Linked DNA regions of Sus scrofa: region 2 is linked to region 1. A link is a contact called in public promoter capture Hi-C data. All regions are on one chromosome and are shown on one strand. Each heading gives the region's core, a stretch centred on a gene start, on an enhancer-like site or on the middle of the called end of the contact. The rest is flanking DNA. Distances are from core to core; before and after follow the strand shown.

Region 1 (5,109 bases), core at 1,989-4,488:
CCCAACACAATTACCTACAAAAGAAATCATTTCTTCATCTTATAACTTCATTAAAAAACTCAACAAACTCTGACCTATACCCAGGCACCCCCAACAATAGGTGCCAACTCCCTACTGAAAATTTACTTTTGAATCTTTATATCTTCCAATGAAAAAGCACTTCACATGTATATAAATTTTTACTGTGAATTTTCATGTACTATAACATATCACAATTTTACCAAGCCCCTAAAATATGCATAACAGTTCAGTTAAAGGCTTGTCACTATCATCTTTTGGAACAGTGCACTAAACTACAAATTAAACATGTCATTTCTAAGTTACCCATCAAGGTGTATGTTACTAAATTTCATTGAAATTGGCCTACTCAACAAAACTAACTACAAAGGATGAGCACTGCCCTTGGGCAGAGACAAGGACTTGCCCGTGTTTCTGCACACTCCCCACCTGACCGGGGCAGTGGTGGGGGCGGTGGGGGGGAAGCTGGGGGAGGGCTAGTCACCATCAATCAAGTCCAATTCCAGGCATTACCTGTGTCCCCAGGTAATTTAAGAGGAGGTAAACATATCCAATACAGAATAAGATTATATCCAAGCAAATAAATCACAGACTGGCTGTAAAAAAATCCAAAATAATGCCCAATATTTAACCTACAGATGTTCATAACAGTGTCGCCTGTTAGGGCAAAGACCTGGAAATGACTTTATGTAATTGGAATATGAAATAACGTGGAATAAAACAGATTGATTCAATATTTGTAAGTGAAGCTACAGAACAGTATACAACAGCATGACAAACTCATTACTGTTACCTTAAAAGAGCAGTTACAGAACAAGGAAAACTGTAGAGCACTTTACATTCAAAAACATAAATATATTTATTCAACCCAGATATCCTCAAATTCCCTAAACTTCAGGGTAACCAACTGAAATAACAATAGGTGAAATTTCTATTCTATTAGATTTTCAGGAAGTCTATTTTTTTGACCCATTTTCCTTTCATCTGGAGGTCACTAAGTAATTCTAAAAATATTTTATAAAAGATTCCTATTTTTCCTTGTTCCTTTAAGACTCCCTTCCCTTAACTGTGGGCAGCTGTTAGGGGCTTTTCTGCTGATCACTTCTTATTTCCTAACCGGCTTCTGATCTCCCAGGGCTCTGGCCCCACGTACAGCACAGACACTCCCAGGACTAATTTAAAAGTGATGACTATCAACACTTTCTATGCACCAATATATTTATTTATAATAAATATATTGCACTTTATTCTTTACTTTATATTTATTCATAGCATAATATAGTAAATATAATAAAAATATAATAAATATATATTTAAACATATAAAAATATATAATATATAATAAAATACAATATAAATTTATTACATTTATATTTATTTAGCACTTTATCTTCACAAAGCCTCACGAGGATGCTATTATTATTATTATTATTATTATTATTATTAACATTCTTTGACAAATGAGGAAACCAAGGGATCAAAGGCTTTCATAACTTGGTCACACAGCTGGAAAATGGCTAAGTCAGGATTTGCACCCAGGGGTCTGGCTCAAACTCTCTGCTCTTATCTAAGAAGCTACCGTCTCTTCACTAAATCCCTAGTGCATAGAAAACTGACAGTACAATGTGACTGAGGGTGGGATGAAGAGGAAGTTGAACTAAAGAAAACATAAACATCAATTTTGCATTTAATGGCTCCTTAATGGCCCCCATAATCCTTACCCCACAGCCTTGTGATCTGTCCCAGGGCCTTGCCCACATGTCCTCCCCACCGCCCCCCAACACACAAAGCCCCCAGAGGGAACAGCACTGACTATGTTTCCAGTATTCTTGGTCCAGGTCCTACCCACCTTGTGAGGCCAGACAGGGTGGCTCTCCTACTGATGCTTCCAGTTGGTCTCCCAGTCAATGTAAGGATTATACAAAGAAGCCTCTAGAGAAGAGTCTTTCTTAGCTCCTCCTTCAGCTTTTGGTGCTCCAGATGTTCCTTCACTAGCTCCAACCTCTGCCTCTATTTTCATAGGGCCTTCTCTGTCTCTCTGAGTATCCCTGCTATGAGTTTCTTATGAGTTGTCATTGGATTTAGGACCTATCTGAATAATCCAGGATAATTTTATCAGGAAATCTTTGATTTAATTACATCTACAGCTAAGATCCTTTTTCCAAATAAGGTCACATTCACAGGTTCCAAGAGATTAGGGTATAAACATATCTCCTGTTGAATGGAGCCACCATTCAATCCAGTACAACATAACTGCAGGGTCATAGAGATTTTAAACAAGATACTCTGGCAAGGGAGTGAGTGTGTGTGTGTGTGTGTGTGTGTGTGTGTGTGTGTGTTTGGGTAAGAGTTAGAAGTAATCTTTGAGCCTATTTCTAGTGGTTCCAATTGAAACACAGCTGACATGAGCAAGTTTCCCAGCATCACACAGAGCCAGTGGCAGAGCTGGTACCACATATAGAAGAACTGAGAGAAATGCTACATCATCAGCCTGAGGATGCTGATGAAAGTCAGGGTTATATGAGTGAGCTATTTGTTTCCCATGCCTCTAGGCCCTCATCTGAATAAAAGGGGGGAAATGGAAATGCTTTTTGAGTGCCTTGGGAAATTTAGGATGGATGAAACTTCTTCAGATCACCAACCAACAAAACGGAAAAGGGGCGATGATACATTTACTTTTTCCAGCTTCTAGATCTACTTACTATCAACTCCCATCAAATGATCTCCCAAAAGGTGAGATCCACCTCTGTTAGAACTCAAAACCAAGTGTTTCTCAGTTGTTCTCCTGGCTCTGAGAAGAGAGATTTCATTCATTGGGAAAAGTTCATTTGATGTTTAACATTCATTAAAACAAAGGTTGAAAGAGCATTATCTGTCATTTGCATATTCACATTAGATATCAAGAGGTTAGGGTGATTGTTTCTGATTTTTTTTTTAATTAAGCAAAAATTACTATAGGGTATGAATAGACAAAGGAGGAAAATGAGCATTGGTGTGCCCTTTAAAAAACAGCTAATTACATAATATCCTGTCAAAAGGATATATCAGGATCGTTTTTGGTGGGTTTTTATTTTTTGGAGGGCAAGAAGGGATTCAGGATTGTTTTCAAACTGAGGTAGCCAATACAATTCTCTCCTGAAGTTTTTTTTTTTCCAGTTATAAGGCTAAGATGCCATATTCACCACTAGGTGGCGGCAACATGCTACACACAGACGTGGCTGTGCCTGTGTCAGCTGAGACAGGGAGGAACCTGAGTTCCTTTGGAGGCAGAAACTCTGGGGCCACTCAGTTTCCTAAACTAATAAACCCTTAAGAAGCTAAAACCTAATGAAGACTTATGTATAGCCCTTTCCATAAGATACTCCTGATAAATTGGAACATCTGCCGTAGCTTACTTCCATTAGTAGAACTGACTTTGTACATCTTAGCATGGCTATTTACTAGCAATGATCTGCAGTTTCCTCTTCATTAAAGTTGAACTATAAATACATCTAATTTTACATCCCAGGACAAGCAGAATGAACAATTAAAATAATTTCTACAAGGGAGTTCCCATTGTTGCTCAGTGATAACAAACCCAGCTCGTGTCCACGAGGATGCGGATTCAATCCCTGGGCTTGCTCAGTGGGTTAAGGATCCAGCATTGCCATGACCTATGCTGTAGGTTATGGACACGGCTCGGATCTGGTATTGCTGTCGCTGTGGTGTAAGCTGGCAGCTACAGCTCAGATTCGATCCCTAGCCTGGGAACTTCCTATGTGCCATGGGTGCAGCCTTAAAATTACAGAAAAAAATAAATAAGTAAATAAAATATTTCTACAAAAGTGCCTTACAAATTCAAATGCTAGGGAAATATGAGCTACCATTGGCCCTCAAGTTTTCATTTCAGGATGATATTTGGAAATATGATTCTCAATCCTAGGTGTACCAAAGAATTTCTTGAGGATTTTTTTTCCTGGGAGGCTTGTCAGAATCAACCCTCTGTGATAACTCAATAAATATTTACTGAGTGTGTGAATGAATGGATGAATGACTTAATACACAGGACAGGTTGATGAGAACAAAGGATACTGCCCAGAGACAGCATAGGAAAGCCCCTCATTGTCACAGCCACTGCACTCCCAGAAAAAGTTGCAGTTTGGGTAGTTGCAATAACCCTGAAGGACCTGAACACTAACAGACGACGTGCAGTAGATTGAGAATTTCCCCCAGAGAATTTATTAATATCTGGCACTAGGGCTATACCCACATTGAAAAAGCAGCTTTTACTTCTAACTGCTGGCTGGTCATCCTAAGGTAAATGTCACCATCCTAGTCCTAGGATTTTCTAAGTATTTGCTTTCTTTGAAGTTGGTAAGATTGGTCCTTGCATGGCTATGGACCAGAGGAGGGCCATAGGGCGTGGCGCAGGGTGACTTCTGCCTGGGATACTACCACTGCCCCTTGGGGTAGAGCTCCTAGTCCAGGCTGAATATCAGAAGTACCTGAGTAGCTCTCTAATTCTGGAGCTCTGAAATAGCTGTTTTTAAAAGACTTCCCTGGTGGGAGTTCCCGCTGTGGCTCAGCAGTAATGAACATGACTAGTGTCCATGAGAACATGGAGTCAATCCCTGGCCATGGCTGTCATTTATCACAGGTGTGGCTCAGATCCTGCATTGCTGTGGCTGTGGTATAGGCCAGCAGCTACAGCTCCAATTTGCCTCTAGCCTGGGAACTTCCATATGCCACATATGTGGCCCTAAAGGGGAAAAAAAAAAAGCCTGCCCTGATAGGTTGATGCAGAGCCAGAGTTATAAATAACAGCTGTGGAGCAGGGTCTCCAGCAAAGACTTGCTCTGTAGCCAGAGGGTGCTGACTGTTCCTCCAGCACCCTGCCCCTCTCCCTGATTCACACTGGATTCACACAAGGGTACCACCTTGACCTCAAATGTTGCAATACTGAAGGCAGACTTGACAGCTCAGCTGCTCATTTATGAGCAGCTGGGCATCCTTTTCTTATTATTGGCATAATAATAGTTAATATTAATTGAATAATTACATGCAGATAGGAAGTATTATTACTATTTCACAGATGAAAGAATTGACGCTTAG
Region 2 (5,373 bases), core at 1,542-4,041, 270 kb after region 1:
ACCAATTACACTGTACATTTTCCAACCCCAATACTATTCCCGGAGTGGTGGATTTCTGCTCCAATATGTTGTGACACTCTGTATTTATCTGTCTCTCTAATTCTGGGGTCAGCAGTATGCCCTATGACCTCACTTCTCTAAGGCATCTGAGAGAGTATTAATTTTTCAGCTTGTTCAGCTCTTTACTCATTAGGATGGAATGATGACTTCCAAATGCCTTAAATGCCAGACTAGAAACTAGAAGTCCTGTCTATTATTTGCAAGCAAGGTACAATTAAAATGCTAAATATATATTTAATAGGGAAAAGAAAGTTAACTCTGCTAAAAACTCTTTTTGCACCAGCATAAGGCTTGCTGCATACCAAGCCCAAGTTCTACCACATCAAAAGCCCTTTTAAGGAACTACAAATGTTCCATGAGGTTGAAGAAAGACTTGTGTGGCAGAATAACAGAAAATAAAGCTGGAGAGAGGAATAGGAACCAGGTTATCCAAGGCCTGGCTGGCCCAGTGACAGAGTTTGGATTTTAGCCCTCTCTCAATCCTAGAAGATTTTCATATAGAAGCATGACATTTACTTACTTATAAACCATATCATTCAGGAGTTCCCTTCGTGGCTCAGCAGTTAACAAACCTGACTAGGATCTATGAGGATGTGAGTTCCACCCCTGGCCTCACTCAGTGGGTTAAGGATCTGGCATTGCTGTGAGCTGTGGTGTAGGTTACAAATGCGGCTCGGATCTGGCATTGCTGTGGCTGTGGCAGAGGCCAGCAGCTATAACTCTAATTTGACTCCTAGCCTGGGAACTTCCACATGCCGCAAGTACAGCCCTAAAACGCAAAAAACAACAAAACCCTATCATTCAAAAATCATTAAAGGTGAAAATAAATGGCATGTAATAATGTATGTTTTGGAAATATCACTGAAGGGGGCATTAGCTTAGAAGTACATTGGATTCAGGGGTCTGGCAACAAAGAAATCAGATGGAAGGCTTTTTCAGAAACCGTGTAAGAAATGATGATAGCCTGAACTAAGGCAGCAGCAGTGAGGAGAGAGGGCAGGTACAAGATGTGAGAAGTATTTAGAGTTTGGTGACAGCAGGGGCTAAGGAAGAGGGCGAAGTTGTAATTCCCTGGTTTCTGGCTGGGGCAAGTAGGTAGAGGATGATCCTACACAAAGACAGGAAGAAAAAGGTACATTTAAGGAAAAAGGATGACACGTTGAGATTGGGACAAGTTGAGTCCGAGATAATGGAGACAAGTCTAGTAGGCAGTTGTGTGCCAAGTCTGAGGTTTACTGGGAGCCATCTTGATACAATGAACACTCTAGAAGATTTTCTTATATAAAAAGAATTTAAAAACCATAATGTGAATGAGAAGGTGGAGTGAAGAGAAATACTTTGGACAGAATTTTTGAAAGCACCAACCCTTAAGGTATATATTGAGGAAAAGGAGCCAAAAAAAAAAAAAAAAAAAAAAAAAAGGACTGAGATACAAAGAAAAGAGTGGTCTATCCAGTCGACTCATTTTAATAAAATACAGCATCCACAACAGAGTTTAAGAGTAAAGTGACAAATACTCTATCTTTCCTCTTTCTAAACACTCTTAAAACACATCAAATGCACCCATGTTCCAGAGACTTTTCACTGCCTCCTTCTCCTCCTGGCAAAGTTCTCTCCTCATGTCCTATGGATTTCCCACCAAAACTCCTACTCACCCTTCAGCAGCAACAGCTGGAACAGGAGCCTGGTGTAAAACAAAGAATGCTGCCCACCATGCAGGTCTACAGAGACTGAGTCATTAGCCCCCCCAGTTGCAGACCTACGACACACCCTGAAAGGAAATCCAGGGGAAGATCAGGGAAGAGGCACTCCATGCTCTGGGAAAACAGGCCCTTAGAAAATTAGAAGTAGGAGTTCCCGTCCTGGTTCAGTGGTTAACGAATCTGACTAGGAACCATGAGGTTGCAGGTTCTATCCCTTACCTCGTTCAGTGGGTCAAGGATCCCGCCTTGCAGTGAGCTGTGGTGTAGGTCTCAGACCGACTGGGATCCTGCGTTGCTGTGGCTGTGGCGTAGGCCAGCGGCTCCAGCTCCAATTCAACCCTTAGCCTGGGAACCTCCATGTACCTCGGGTGCGGCCTTAGAAAAAGAAAAAAAAAAAGAAAATTAGAACTATTTCAAGACAAACTTTTTTAAAAACCTGGATTCTCCCATCTTCCCATACTTATCTAGGAGATGTAAGCTTGATTATAAGAACCTGCTCAGCCCAGTGTATATATGATTTTTCATATATACACTGGCCTCTTCCCCGCCTCTCCGACCAGTTCCTCAGAACTACCTGAGGGGCTGTCTCCAGGTCCACAGTCCTCGGTCAGACATGGGGTAAACAACTCACAGGTTTTTTCCACTGTGAGTTTTTTTCAAGGTGACATTGGGAAATTTCCCAAAGGAGCCCGCTTTGTGTCCCCTTATCCCTCCTCACAGCTCATCTGACGGAGGCTGCTGTGAGGAGCGCTATCTTCCTCATCTGGCGCGCTCGAGACTTGTGCGCCAGGTGTGTAGGACTGGGAAGGTGGTGCAGTCCTCTCATGGCTTCTCATGGGCTCCCAGTGAAATTCCTGGTTTCTCACCTTGTCTATCTCTCCTTCGTAAGCTTTCTCTGCGCTGTCTGGGCTACAGTTACACAGGGAAACTCTCTCCCGACAAACATTACGCAGCAAGCCTGTCATGCCAGTCAAACAGCGGGAACCCCCACTCAGCCTCCTCGGAACCCCTCCTACTTCCCGCGAGACCCCCGCCTCCTACTACAGCTCTAGCTCCGCCCACACTAGGCCACGCCCCTCACGTCCCAGGCCCGCCCCTTCACGTCCCCCGAAAACCTCTGCTCCGCACTCGCCCCGGCGCCGGCGGAGGTAGAAGAGCGCCACGCGCACGCTCCGCCCACATCGCCGACCCTCCCCGGGCCCTGCCGGATGTCCGCTTCTCGCTGCTCGCAGTCGGAGGACATGGCGAACCAGGTATCGCCTGCGGCTCCGCGGCTGGAGAAAGAGGGAGGGAAAGCATGGGGCAGAACCCGGCCGCCCGCTTCGGGGCGGCGCGGAGTTGGGCCAGACTGTAGAAGCTGAATCAGGGGCTCCGGCGAGCAGCTCTGCGGGAAGGAAGGGAGGGCGGGCGCTTTTTGTTCCTTACTTGAGAGGGTTTTGCCCTTTTTGGCGCAGCCGAAGCGGGGTGGGGGTGGAGAGGACGGGGGGGGGGGAGTCGATCCGTGTCCTGCAGGCCGTTTGGGAGCCTCTATGCTTTGCGTTCACAAAAATAAGTAACTAGCTCAAGGTCATACTTTTAGGTGGCACAGCTGCAGCCAGAGCCCATGCTCCTAACCCTGTGGTAGGTTGCGTGCTTTTCATGATAGTAGTTCATAATTGAGCTATTATTGTGGCACCAAGGAATGCATTTCGGGCCCTTTCAGTAACGCTGTGGAGCAGTTGGTCACCAGAGGGCCTTATACATACCCTCCTTTAATTTAATCCTCGTGTAGCACCTATGCACGATAGTATCCCATTATACAGACCAAGAGCTGAGCCTTAGAAGTTGGTCATGCCCAGTGGTCACACTAAGGACCACCAGGCTTCCGAACCCTGTGCACAAACTATTACAGGTTCTAGAAGTACACATAAGACAATAGGAAAGGCAGAAACATACAAACAACGTGATTAGTCGGTCTAAAGTGTCTGATTGTTTTATTGCTTGCAAACCAGGAATTTTCTAGAAAGATTTGGACTTGAATACAAATGGTAAATTCTGAGTGATTTTTCGGACCTAACAAACTGGCAGTTTATTTTCGTTATTACCAAGTGTCTTTAGAACATGTGAGAAATTATAATTCCTATGATAGTTCAAATATTGAAGTAGGGCAAGTTGCCTTTGGATTTAGAGTGGGGCTTCGTTTTGCTTAGAATTGTCTTAAAGGGAGTTCCTGGTGGTCTAGTGGTTAGGACTCAGTGCTTTCACTGCTGCAGCTGGGGTTCAGTTCCTTATCTGGGAACATATCCCATGTCAAGCCAAGCATCCAAAAAAGGGGGAGTGAGCTCCGAAAAAAACAAAAAGTCACATTGAAGGGAAAAGGTTAAACTCCTTTCAGATATATGTTGAAAGGGCAGAGGAGGGACATAAAACTTAGATTACGGATGACCTATTTAGTCTTGTTGCTTCACCTGTCTAGATTATGTGACTTCATTGTTTGTATTCTGAATTTTACCTTTGGGGTTTTGTTTGAGGTTTCTGGCACATGTTTTGCATTCTGTAGCACTTTGCGTCTCTCTAAATCACACTTTTTGTAATTACAGACTTTCACGTCTGTCTCCTGTAAACCAGTGCAACCTTTATCCTGTCACCATATTTCATAAGCATTATATGAACAAATCAAAACCTTTGTCATGGAGTTCCCGTCGTGGCGCAGTGGTTAACGAATCCGACTAGGAACCATGAGGTTGCGGGTTCGGTCCCTGCCCTTGCTCAGTGGGTTAACGATCCGGCGTTGCCGTGAGCTGTGGTGTAGGTTGCAGACGCGGCTCGGATCCTGCGTTGCTGTGCCTCTGGCGTAGGCCGGTGGCTACAGCTCCGATTCAACCCCTAGCCTGGGAACCTCCATATGCCGCGAGAGCGGCCCAAGAAATAGCAACAACAAGAACAACAACAACTAAAAAAAAAGACAAAAAAAGACAAAAAAAAAAAAAAAAAAAAAACCTTTGTCATTACACTTGATTCCCTGGTAAAGGAGGGAAGTACTGACTAGAATCTCTAAAGCAGGACTATACTATAGAAATACAAATATGGAGGACACGTGTAATTTTAACTTTTCTAGTAGCCACATTACCATGGCATTAAATTGGATTAAAATTTAACCCAGTACATTCAAAATACTATCTCAGCATGTAATCAGTATTTTTTTAAATATAATTGAAGTATATATATATATATTATTATATTAAGTCTTCAGAATCTGGGTATATTTTACCCTTACAGCTTATCTCCACTCACACTGGCTATTTTTCAAGGGCTTGATAGCCACACATGGCAGGTGGCTCCTGTACTGGATAGCACAGTTAAAGAGAGTAGATGTAGTTTTTTTTTAATTTTCCTGTTCTGGTACTCCTCCTTACACCATGCAGTTTTGCACTAAACCAGTATTACTTAAACCAGCTTGAGCAAAAGGGCACATGTGAAACATTCAGTTGCCTTGGACCCTATACCTACTACTAAATCAGATTCTCATGGAACCTGTGTTCTTAACTTGCTCCTGTTTGTGCACTGTAGAAGGTCATTAAATATTTGATGACTAGGGAGTTCACATTGTGGCTCAGGGGAAGCGAATCTG

The links. Promoter capture Hi-C pulls out the DNA fragments that hold promoters and counts their contacts.
Region 2: a contact with region 1 is called in a promoter capture Hi-C map of fetal liver, with 2.7 times the contacts expected there. The contact joins the promoter of C8H4orf17 here to the enhancer-like site in region 1. A contact is called at or near these places in 2 of 5 promoter capture datasets (fetal liver and liver), 17 of 47 Hi-C or Micro-C datasets (brain, embryonic fibroblasts, fetal liver and 9 more) and 2 of 2 datasets of contacts at active chromatin or transcription factors (alveolar macrophages and skeletal muscle).

The regions. Positions count from the first base shown.
Region 1 is chr8:120,991,158-120,996,266 of Sscrofa11.1, forward strand. It overlaps C8H4orf17, which reads right to left. Exons shown (of 17, transcript XM_021101734.1): 7 at 1-14. Among named protein-coding and RNA genes, the nearest start is that of ADH1C, 96 kb to the right of the region's middle. Within about 2 kb of position 3,239, at least 5 of the 83 cell types and tissues checked have an H3K27ac peak or open chromatin away from gene starts, as enhancers often do. A contact at or near this core is called in fetal liver, liver and omental adipose tissue, where this site is marked.
Region 2 is chr8:121,263,907-121,269,279 of Sscrofa11.1, forward strand. It overlaps C8H4orf17, which reads right to left and starts at 2,792. Exons shown (of 17, transcript XM_021101734.1): 1 at 2,630-2,792; 2 at 1,983-2,138. ADH5 (alcohol dehydrogenase 5 (class III), chi polypeptide) reads left to right here and starts at 2,888. Exons shown (of 9, transcript NM_001244833.1): 1 at 2,888-3,016. The coding sequence starts at 2,972.